Regions from separate parts of the Mus musculus genome. Here regions 2 and 3 are each linked to region 1. The links are chromatin contacts, called in public HiChIP or PLAC-seq and Micro-C maps. All regions are on one chromosome and are shown on one strand. The core of a region is the stretch at or near the end of the contact, and the rest is flanking DNA. Distances in the headings are between cores, read along the strand shown. Region 1 has its middle 8.7 kb from the start of Gm38722. Region 2 overlaps Col26a1 (collagen, type XXVI, alpha 1). Region 3 overlaps Cux1 (cut-like homeobox 1).

Evidence for each region. Hi-C and Micro-C count contacts between places; a contact is called where the count stands out from the background. HiChIP or PLAC-seq counts read pairs in DNA pulled down with a chosen protein or histone mark.
Region 2: a contact with region 1 is called in a Micro-C map of embryonic stem cells, with 2.9 times the contacts expected there. The contact joins two enhancer-like sites. A contact is called at or near these places in 2 of 15 datasets of contacts at CTCF or cohesin (embryonic stem cells and large pre-B cells), 11 of 484 Hi-C or Micro-C datasets (cortical neurons, embryonic stem cells, large pre-B cells and 3 more), 1 of 115 datasets of contacts at active chromatin or transcription factors (embryonic stem cells) and 2 of 9 other capture datasets (embryonic stem cells and pancreatic islet).
Region 3: a contact with region 1 is called in an H3K27ac HiChIP or PLAC-seq map of double positive thymocytes, with 3 times the contacts expected there. The contact joins two enhancer-like sites. A contact is called at or near these places in 1 of 39 promoter capture datasets (cranial neural crest), 1 of 15 datasets of contacts at CTCF or cohesin (large pre-B cells), 6 of 484 Hi-C or Micro-C datasets (the AML12 cell line, the HPC-7 cell line, LSK cells and 3 more) and 6 of 115 datasets of contacts at active chromatin or transcription factors (bone marrow-derived macrophages, double positive thymocytes, embryonic stem cells and 2 more).

What each region holds. Positions count from the first base shown.
Region 1 is chr5:136,621,994-136,625,185 of GRCm38.p6, reverse strand. No RefSeq gene overlaps it. Among named protein-coding and RNA genes, the nearest start is that of Gm38722, 8.7 kb to the left of the region's middle. Within about 2 kb of position 1,930, at least 141 of the 459 cell types and tissues checked have an H3K27ac peak or open chromatin away from gene starts, as enhancers often do. A contact at or near this core is called in bone marrow-derived macrophages and double positive thymocytes, where this site is marked.
Region 2 is chr5:136,752,725-136,755,993 of GRCm38.p6, reverse strand. Col26a1 (collagen, type XXVI, alpha 1) reads left to right here. Exons shown (of 13, transcript NM_001346699.1): 6 at 981-1,079; 7 at 1,649-1,801. Among named protein-coding and RNA genes, the nearest start is that of Myl10, 61 kb to the right of the region's middle. Within about 2 kb of position 1,328, at least 22 of the 459 cell types and tissues checked have an H3K27ac peak or open chromatin away from gene starts, as enhancers often do.
Region 3 is chr5:136,440,260-136,443,538 of GRCm38.p6, reverse strand. All of the region lies in intron 2 of Cux1 (cut-like homeobox 1), which reads left to right. Among named protein-coding and RNA genes, the nearest start is that of Gm16599, 49 kb to the right of the region's middle. Within about 2 kb of position 1,893, at least 43 of the 459 cell types and tissues checked have an H3K27ac peak or open chromatin away from gene starts, as enhancers often do. A contact at or near this core is called in bone marrow-derived macrophages and double positive thymocytes, where this site is marked.

The sequences.
Region 1 (3,192 bases), core at 681-3,180:
GCTCTTGTCTCTACCTCCTGAATACGGTCATACACCACCATTCCTGGTTTAGGCAGAGCTGGATGGAGCCAAGGGCTTCTGAGTGGTAGGCACGCACTCCACCAGCTGAGCCTCCAAGGAACTTTTTGGCTACTCAAAACAGAGTGCAAGGCTGCATGCCTATGATCCTGGTTTTAGGTGGAGGCATGAGGATCAGGAGTTCAAGGGCATCCTTGGCCTTGTAGTGAGTTTGAGGCCAGCTTGGGCTACAGGAGACCTTCTAAGACAGAGGAAGGGAGGGAAGAAGGAGGGAGGGAGGGAGGGAAGAAGGAGGGAGGGAGGGAAGAAGAATATATTGGACACAGCGGTACCTCCCTGTGATCCTAGCACTCAAGAGGCAGAGAGACAAAAGGATATGGATGGTTCAAGGCCAGCCTCAGCTACAAATAAGATTCTGTCTTTAGGATTGGATGTGAGGAGATCTGCCCCAAGGGATGGAAGGAAGGCTTGTCAAGCAGAACTGGGGAAATGTCTGAGCCTGGAAAGGTCAGGCCCTACAGGGAACTCCTGGTGACCTGTCAAGTGACCTCATAAGCTGCCTTCTATTCTTAATTTTTTTTATTGCATTTATTTACTTATTTTGTATGTGAGGACACCCATGGCACAAGTTTTGACAGCCAGAGGACAACCTGAAGAAGTTGGTTCTCTCCTCTCTCCTGTGGGTCCTGGAGAGCCAACCCAGGTCTTCACGTGTAGCAGAAAGTGCCTTTAGTAACTGAGCCATCTCCATAATCCTAAACTGCTTTCGAAACAGTGCTTGTACCCATAGACTAAGCTGAGCGGTGGTGGCAGACACCTTTAGTCCTAGCACTCGGGAGGCAGAGTCAGGCAGAGCTCTGAGTTCAAGGACAGCCTAGTCTACAGAGTGAGTTCCAGAACAGCCAGGGCTACACAGAGAAACCTTGTTTTGGGGGGACACACACAGACTAAGGAAGCCCTCAGCTTTGACCAGAGAAGGGCTTCTTGAATGGGCAGTGCTTGGGGGGGGGGGGAACTCAGCTGGTCCAAGGGGTGAGAACAGGTGGCTGCTGAATGCCCGGTCCCACCCAGCACGTTGTGTCACCATTCCAAGGCCCAGGGAACATCTGGAAAGAGGGAAGGGAGGAGCAGAATGGGGGTGAAGCATGTGGTGGGCTGTCAATGACTCTTGGTGTCATGAACACCTGGCTGTGACTGCTTACGGGGTGGGGGTATAAGAGAGGGGCATGAAGGTAGGAGAGAGGGGGAACGGGAAAGCAGGCTGTTGCAGAGGAAAGGGTAGTAAGGCGTTGGCTGATCACAGTGTCTTATGAAGCTGCCAAAAGGAAAAACATTTCCGAAAAGCCACTTCTGTTTTATCAGGAAAAAAGTTTCCCCCTTTTTCCTTGGACATGCTATCTTTTAAAGATTTTTTTAAAGTGACATCGTAATTCGTCACATGAACGGATTGGTGAATTTAACGTTAACTCCCATTCATATACTGCTGAAAATGTATCTTAGAAGGCAGACTTGCAATCCCAGCACTTGGGAGACTGAAGAAGGAAGGTGAAGTGTTCAAGGCCAGCCTCAGCTACATAAAAAGCCTGGGCTACATGAGGGTGAGGGGAAGGAGGAGGGGTAAAGAGAGAAAGATTGGGAAACTGAGGCTAAGGTGGTAGCTTTCCTTTCGGGTCATCAAGGCTCTTCGTGCGCCTGACAGGGGGCGCTCTTCCCCAACTCCCTAGCCTCCTCAGCCCGCGCCAGTCAGGGTCCCCCTAAGAAAACCTTGGAGCGATTTTCCTTTTGCGCGAACTCAGCGCCTCCTTCCAACCGCGAGGTCTCAAAGGTGAGCCTCGCACAAATGCCTTGCAGATGTTTCTCCTTCCAGATCGGCTACCGCGGCGCTGCGCGGCGCAGCTCCAGCAGCCGCGCGATCCTGCAGCGATCCGGACCGCATTTTCCTTTCCACCCTCCAACTTTTGCAAGCTGTAGTTATTTGATAATGATTTTTTTTTCAACCTCTCCCAATAATTGTTATCCTCCCCGCCCGGTACAGCTCAGGTGATGGGTGCAGACGGTAGACGCCTCCTCCTCTTCTCTGGCGCGCAGCCCGAGGCCCTGGAGTAAGGAGCCACAACCCAGCCAGCAGAGAAAGCCAAGGTTAAGCGCCCCGGGAGGACCCCAAACGGCCCCCCACGATGCTTTTCTTTGCACCCAATACCCTCCTGAAGCCAGGCCACCTCTCCCTAAGCCTACTCCGAGGTTGTGACTATCTTAGCTGGATGGGTGCCGCAGGCACATGGTTCTGCGGAATCCAACCCTTGGAGTATTGATTGAGGACCTACGGCATTCCCAAGTCCTGAGCAATGAGTTGACTCCCAAAAGCAATCCAGAATGATCCCTGCCTTTGGGGATGCCGGTTCATGAGAAAATCGGGGCTACCATCCTCACCTGGAAAGATGACAAGGCTTTCCCACAAGAGAAAAAGCTTCTCTTGCTCCCTAACTTTCCTTAGCTCCCATGGCCTCTGCAAAGGATCAAGGTCGGCCTGGATGAAAGCTTCCTTAATAAAAAAGGCTCCTCGGCCCGGCATGGTGGCACACGCCTTTAATCCTAGCACTCAGGAGGCAGAGGCAGGTGGATTTCTGAGTTTGAGGCCAGTCTGGTCTACAAAGTGAGTCCCAGGACAGCCAGGGCAATACAGAGAAACCCTGTCTCAAAAAAAAAAAAAAAAAAAAAAAAAAAAAAAAAAAAAAAGGCTCCTCTAAACACGTGGCAGAAAACAAGACCACCAAGGTGGGGCTGGATAGGTCCAAGCTCCCGAGATGAGAGTGGGACCATCCAGTAGAACTCCTATCTCCCCTCAAGACTGTGTATCTGGTCTGTTTAAGGCAAGGTTCACTCTGAAGCCCAGGCTGACCCCTGTCAGCCTGTCAGTTACATGTGTGTACCAGAAGATCATGCTCCTGGGTTTATTACTGTTTTGCTGTTGTTGTTTCTTTTCTGGTTAGAGGGTTCTTAAAATTTATTTGTTCATTTTGAGGGTTTAAAAACAAACAAACAAACAAGCAAAACAAACAAAAACAAAAGAGAAAGAAAAGAAAAGAAGAGAAAAGAAAAGATCACTTTAAGGGAGTAGGGGTAGGGAAAGCTTATGCCAAAGCCGGCCTGTGGAGGTCAGAGGACAAACTCTAG
Region 2 (3,269 bases), core at 79-2,578, 130 kb before region 1:
CCCAAATCTCCTGTGTTACATAGTCTCAAAACTCATTGATGCTCTTGATTGGAACTTTATCAGAGAAAGTGAAGTTCCAGGCATGGCCAGCAGGTGGCAGACACACCCCGCTAATGGTGACTCCTGCGTTTTCCTGCCTCCTTGAGTGAGATTTTCCAGCAAGAGGTTCTTTAGAGACTCTCTCACAGACCAGAGTCAAATGCAATTTTAAATGCTGTGCTCCATACACGGCCCTCAGCTGACTCAGAAGTAAGACAAAGTATGTCACCCAAGCTAGCCTTGAACTTTTGATTCTTCTGCCTCAGCCTCTTCAGTGCTGGGATAACTGGGCCTGCTCCGTGGTGGCACACTCAGGCCTCCAGAATATTTCAAGAGATAGTGATTCAAGAGGGAAGGCCTGGCCCTGCAGACCCTCAGGGAAGGTTGGGCTCAGCTGCCACAACTGCAGTTCTGGACCCTGAGCAAGAAGACAGCAGGAAGAAAGGATGTTGAGAAAACAAGCTACAGTTTGACTCTGTGGCTGGCAGTGGAAGACCATGCTTCTCAGCTGCTCAGTTTACCCAAAAGGGGAAAACAAACTCAGTCATTGGGATCACAGACAGGGAAAGGCAACTTCTCAACTCTCATGACCAGTATACCCGGGTGCTGGGGGCGTGGCTCAGTGGTAGAGCCCCTGCCTAGAATCCCCCAGGGAGGGGCTGGGGGCGTGGCTCTTGGTAGAACCCCTGCCTAGAATCCCCCAGTGAGGAGCTGGGGTGTGGCTCAGTGGTAGAGCCCCTGCCTAGAATCCCCCAGTGAGGGGCTGGGGGCGTGGCTCAGTGGTAGAGCCCCTGCCTAGAATCCCCCAGGGAGGGACTGGGGGCGTGGCTCAGTGGTAGAGCCCCTGCCTATCACTCATCTGAGCACACAACCCATGTGACCAGAACTGGAGCCTCTATGGCATCTGAGTCCACAGTGTTCTCCCATAATTCTCTCCTCAGGACCTCCAGGACAGATGGGACCACCTGGACCTGCAGGACCTCCAGGTTCCAAAGGTGAACAGGGCCAGACAGGAGAGAAGGGCCCAGTGGGACCTCCAGGTAAGGAGCCCTGTCCCCTGGAGTGGAGACAGGAGTTTGCTTTGTACCTGGGCATGGGTGGCATTTTGTGTACCTTAATCTTGCTTGTTACCCCAAATTTATTACTTCCTTCTCACCTTTCTCCTCTCCCCAATCTCAGAGGTGCTGCAGGACAAGAGTCTACTGGGACCCTTGGGGTGGGGATGGCGCTGCTAAGGCCCAGGGTTTGTTCCAAGCACCTGAAACCCCATGCAGGAATCCCATGATCCCCTGCGCGCTGCAGAGCTCCAATGCCTGCTCAGGGCTGGCTCACGCTCTGTCCTTGCTCCAGAGTTAAACTACTCCCGAGTCCCAAGACATCTGGCTGGAGCCTGTGCCGATCCCACTCCTAACTCTGTCATGTCCACCCTCTGCTGTCCCTGTGCCAGAAAGAGGAAGATGTCCCACTGACCTCCCAGGAGGACTGTGGGCCCGGAGACTTGTCACTGACTGGACAAATGTCCTTGGCCACTCCTCTTCAGGGCCATAGTTCCCTTGTCTGTAACATCGCAGCCGCTGGTCTCACCTAAAGCCTCTGCTCTTCATTGTAGGTCTCTTGGGACCACCGGGGCCACGCGGGCTCCCTGGAGAGATGGGGCGCCCTGGTCCACCAGGCCCTCCTGGCCCAGCAGGAAGTCCTGGCCTCTTGCCAAACACTCCCCAAGGCGTCCTGTATTCCCTGCAGACACCAACAGACAAGGAGAGTGAGTGCTGGGTCAGGTCGGGGGTGGGTGAGCCAAACTGTCTGTTGAGGGAAACTAGCTTTCGCTAAGGATCCCAGAGAAGCTAAGAGTCGCTAATATCAGGGATCATCCAGGACAGGAGGCCTGGTCGCTCCATGGAGACCGCCTCCAAGCCTGCTCTTGGCCCCAGGCTTAGCTCACCAGGTCTGATGGTTCCCGGCTCCGCCTGCAGCTGGCGAGGCTCCCCCACCAGGAGCACCCCTGAAACATTTTCTTCCCTGTGGTCTCTCACTGTAAGATACTAACAGGTGTTTACTGACACAAAAGTGGCAGAGACCTGCTTGTTCTCAGGGACCACAGTGTGACCTGTGTGAGTCGCAGACCACATAAAACACCTGCTTTGTGGGGGCGCAGAGCATGGGGTCAGAGACTCTGGGTCTCAGGGACCAGAGGGAGGCAGAGGAGAGCAGTTGAAGGAGGAGCAGGTCTGGCTAAGTGCTTAACCCTGATCTTAACCTCACCTTAACCCTAGCCCTGGGGTGATTTAAAAACCTTGGAGGAGCTGGGCTTGGGAGGCTGACACAGTAGACTCAGTGCTAGCTTTAAGTTAGTCTGGGATATCCAGCAAACTCAAGACCTGTCTCAGCTACACAAGGAAACCCTGTCTCAAGAGGGAAAAAAAAAAGCATATTAAAAAAAAAAAAAAGTAGGTCTGGGGCACATGGCTCAGTGGTAGAGGCCCTGCCTAGAGTCCCACAGTGAGAGCCTGGGGGCGTGGTTCAGTGGTAGAGGCCCTGCCGAGAATCCCCCAGGGAGGGGCTGGGGGCGTGGCTCAGTGGTAGAGGCCCTGCCTAGAGTCCCACAGTGAGAGCCTGGGGGCGTGGCTCAGTGGTAGAGCCCCTGCCGAGAATCCCCCAGGGAGGGGCTGGGGGCGTGGCTCAGTGGTAGAGCCCCTGCCTAGAATTCCCCAGGGAGGAGCTGGGGGCGTGACTCAGTGGTAGAATACTTACATAGTACATAGTACATTATGAGCCTTGGGGTTCAATCTCCAATACCTCAAAAATAAATTGCATCAAAAAAGAAGAGTACACTAAAGTAAATTTGTTGTATTTATTTATTGATAGGGACATGCCAGAGTTTAGGTGTAGAGGTCAGAGTGGGAGTGTTTTCTCCTTCTACCATGTGGGTTCTGGGGATCAAACTCTAGTCATCAGCCTTGGTAGCAAGTGCCTTTACCCTCTGAGCCATCTTGCCAGCCCCCAAAAATAAAATCTTGAAGAAGAGGATGGGTTGGTGACATGATTGACAGTATGGGTCTGTTGTTATGGAAACAGGGTTGAGGAGACTCCTGTTCAGCACCCCATATACATAACACAAACCTCCCTGGGCACTGGTTTCTGAATCCTGGCCTCAGTCTCCCCAGCTGTAAAGCTGGGTGGCCATACTTCCTAAGGGAGCCACTCTGGAGATTTACGCATAGTTTCTGAGC
Region 3 (3,279 bases), core at 644-3,143, 180 kb after region 1:
CCTCTCCTCTTCTCTCCTCTTTCTTTTTAAATACTGCTTCCTTCCCCTGTGTGGATATGCATGAGTGTGTGCTCTGTACAAGGCTAGAGGAGGGTGCCAGGGGTTCTGCTCTACCACTTTCTGCCTTATCCCATTGAGACTGTGTCTCTTACTGAACCTAGAGCTAGGCTGGCAGCCAGCAAGCCCCAATCATCTTCCTGTCTCTGTCCCTCACAGCATTGGAATTGCAGATGTGTACAAGGCCACACCTGGCCTTGGGCACTAGGGATCCAAACTCAGCTCCTCATGCTTTTGCAGCAAGTGCTCCTACCCACTAATCTGTCCCCCATCCTAGTACCGTGTGATCATATAATGATCTTTGAGTCTAGCTTCCCCCTCCCCGTAGTGGTGCCATCTTTGAGACCCAACATGAAATGACATGTTTGAGAGCATTCAGTTTGCAAGTCATATAGCTCAGCAGGCTTATTCCTACCCAGGGCAGACTGAAATATTTGTATTTGGGTTTCAAATGTGTTCTGTGATGTGTATGCAACAGATCGGCCCTCTTAATTGCTGTGCTTGTTAACATTCAAATGAGGTTTCAATCTGGAGCCAGAATTGAATGACAGTTGCAGAAAGTGGCCCAGAATCTCACTGAGTGATGTGGGGCAGGCAGCCGAGGTAGAAAACTCAAGACAGACCATTCTCAGAGAAGTCGGCAGACTTGACTTTGAATACTTCCCTGACAGACACTTGCTTTAGACAGAGCTTCATGCCAGGTGTCATATGTAGGCTGCTCAGACCCCACAAAGGCAGCCTCGGGTAGCAGCAAGGGGCCATGCCCCCAGCATGGCAGAATCAGCCTCTGAGAGTAAACAGACTCCAGTCTTTTGTCTTTGCTTTGCCAGTTCCTAGCCAGGACCAACCATCCTGAGGTCAGCTGACTTCCTTGGAGTGTAGAGTTGCCTGGGCTGTCTGGGGGACTTCGGGTGGGATTTCTGCCAATTTTGCCTACAGTCGAAGGAAAGTATAATGGGCAGTTTGTCTTAAGCACCTACTTTGTGTCTGGCTGATCCCTGCTAAGGATATCAGTGACCGCCCAGGCTAGACACTTCTCTACTATGTGTCTGAGGACACTAAGGTCAGACAGCCACTGTCCTCACAAGCCTGTAACAAACCTAATCCGAGTCTGAGTTCACTGACCCCAAGCGTCACACGCCTGTCACCATGCCTGACTGCCCTTCAGCTGGCTGTGTTATTCAGTTCTGTATTTGCCAACAGCTTGCCTAGGTAGAGTTGGCTTGCTATTGCAAGCAAGGCAGAGACTAGCAGTGGTGGGAAAGAAAAGGAAATAAAATCAAGGTGGTACACACCTTTAATCCCAGAAGCAGAGGCAGCAGATCTCTGTAAGTTTGAGGCCAGCCTGGTCTACAGAGCAAATTCCAGGACAGCCAAGTCTACACAGAGAAACCCTGCCTCAGGAAAAAAAGAAAAAGAAAGAAAGAAAGAAAGAAAGGAAGGAAGGAAGGAAGGAAGGAAGGAAGGAAGGAAGGAAGGAAGGAAGGAAGGAAGAAAGACACCAAAACTAACAAATATATAAATAATAAATGAACCAAGGACTAACAGGCAGACCCCAAACTGGGCAACTATTCAAAGTATATCTCTGACCCTATACTGAAAGATGAGTCATAGACTTGACCATAAGCTTCCCAGAAATGAAGTAGATGACATTCACGGTCCATGAGCTAAACACACGGTGTGAAATGAGAAGAAGCGTGGCTCCTATGAGCAGAGCAGGAAATTTACCCCGGTTGCCCAAAGGGGCCTGCAGCTCAGTGCTGGCTATACATTTTTGCCAGCTGCTTACCATGGTGTGTATTTATCTTGTAGGTTAATAGAAATACCGTTCTTTTATCTGCAAGAGGAGGAAGAGAAACCTCCCAGGCTTTAGATTGTTCAGTGAGGTTGACTGCTGTCTTCAGTCAGGGCAAACATGGCAGGCAAAGCCCTCCCGGTTGTTAAAATTAGAGTAAAACTCTCTGTCCCTCTTATACCTGCTTGATTCCTTGCTTTGGGGCACATGTTGTTTGTAGACAAAGTAGTCTTAAGAATTTTTTTTTTTTTTTTTTGGCCTGCTGGCTTGAAGGGATTTCTGGGTGGGAACAGGTATCTAACAGGCCTGGAACCCATTGAATACCCTGATTCTGGGATGGGTATTATAATTGTTTATGGTGTCCAGTGTGCCTTCATCATCTCTGTCCAATATATTCCTATGCTTGGTTCAGCCAGGAGGGAGAAGGATGTGTCACTCCTTATACTTTAAGTTTTGGTTCCAGCATTTTTTAAAGGTCTTAGGAATCTAAAACAAGACTTAGCATATATGCTATACTGCTGAGCCATACCCACTAGCCCCTCCCTGGGTGATTGTAGGCAGGTGCTCTACCTCTGAGCCACACCCTAAACCTTTTATGGCTTTAAGGTTCTGCCATTTTTAAAGTTCTGCCTTTTATTTTTGGCTTCTTTCCTTGACTTTAAAAGTGATGCTTGTGTTCCAGGGACTACTTTTCAGGCAACCGAAGTCTGCAGTTGTACATTCTGCTCCGTTTTGGGGAGAGAAGCAGCAAGTCATATCACTTGACTCTCACCCCGGCATGAATCCCTCCTTCCGTGCAATTTAGCCATGGTAGGCACACTTTCTCGGGTGGAAGACACACCCCTTTGGGTTCTTTTTGTTTCTTGAACTGGTTGATCTCTTTGCCATCAGCTCTCAATGCCACTGACTCAACCAGGTATGGTGGCATAGACCGATCAGTTGAGGTGCTCATTTCAAACGTTAGCCATCTGACCCACAAAGGACAAGTGGCTAGCCCTGAAAGACTAGAGTCAGCACACTCTTATCTAACCCACATCACTGAGTTTCATCGTCTCCCATCCTTACAGATTGTTAGGAAATGAAATCCCTCTTTGAATTCCCCAAACTACTGATGAAATCTGAAGTGTCGTGAAATGACGAAAGAAGCAAGAAGCTAGGAAGTAAGGTCTTTGAATCCTGGCTTTCAGGAAACGAATGAGTAGGAAATCTAATTCAGGCAGCCTCGGGAAACATCCCACGTTAGGAGATGAAAGCTCACTAAACTGGGATCTAATTCTATAACCTAAATATAGATGGAGATATATTACAGGTTGGCCGTTTCCACCAGGCACAGTGTCACGAAGTCTAAGTAAAGTTCCTTTTGTGTTACAGAGAGGAGAGAAGCTTATGGTGGTGACAGGTAACAGGGACAGAGAGAGCTTGGGCTC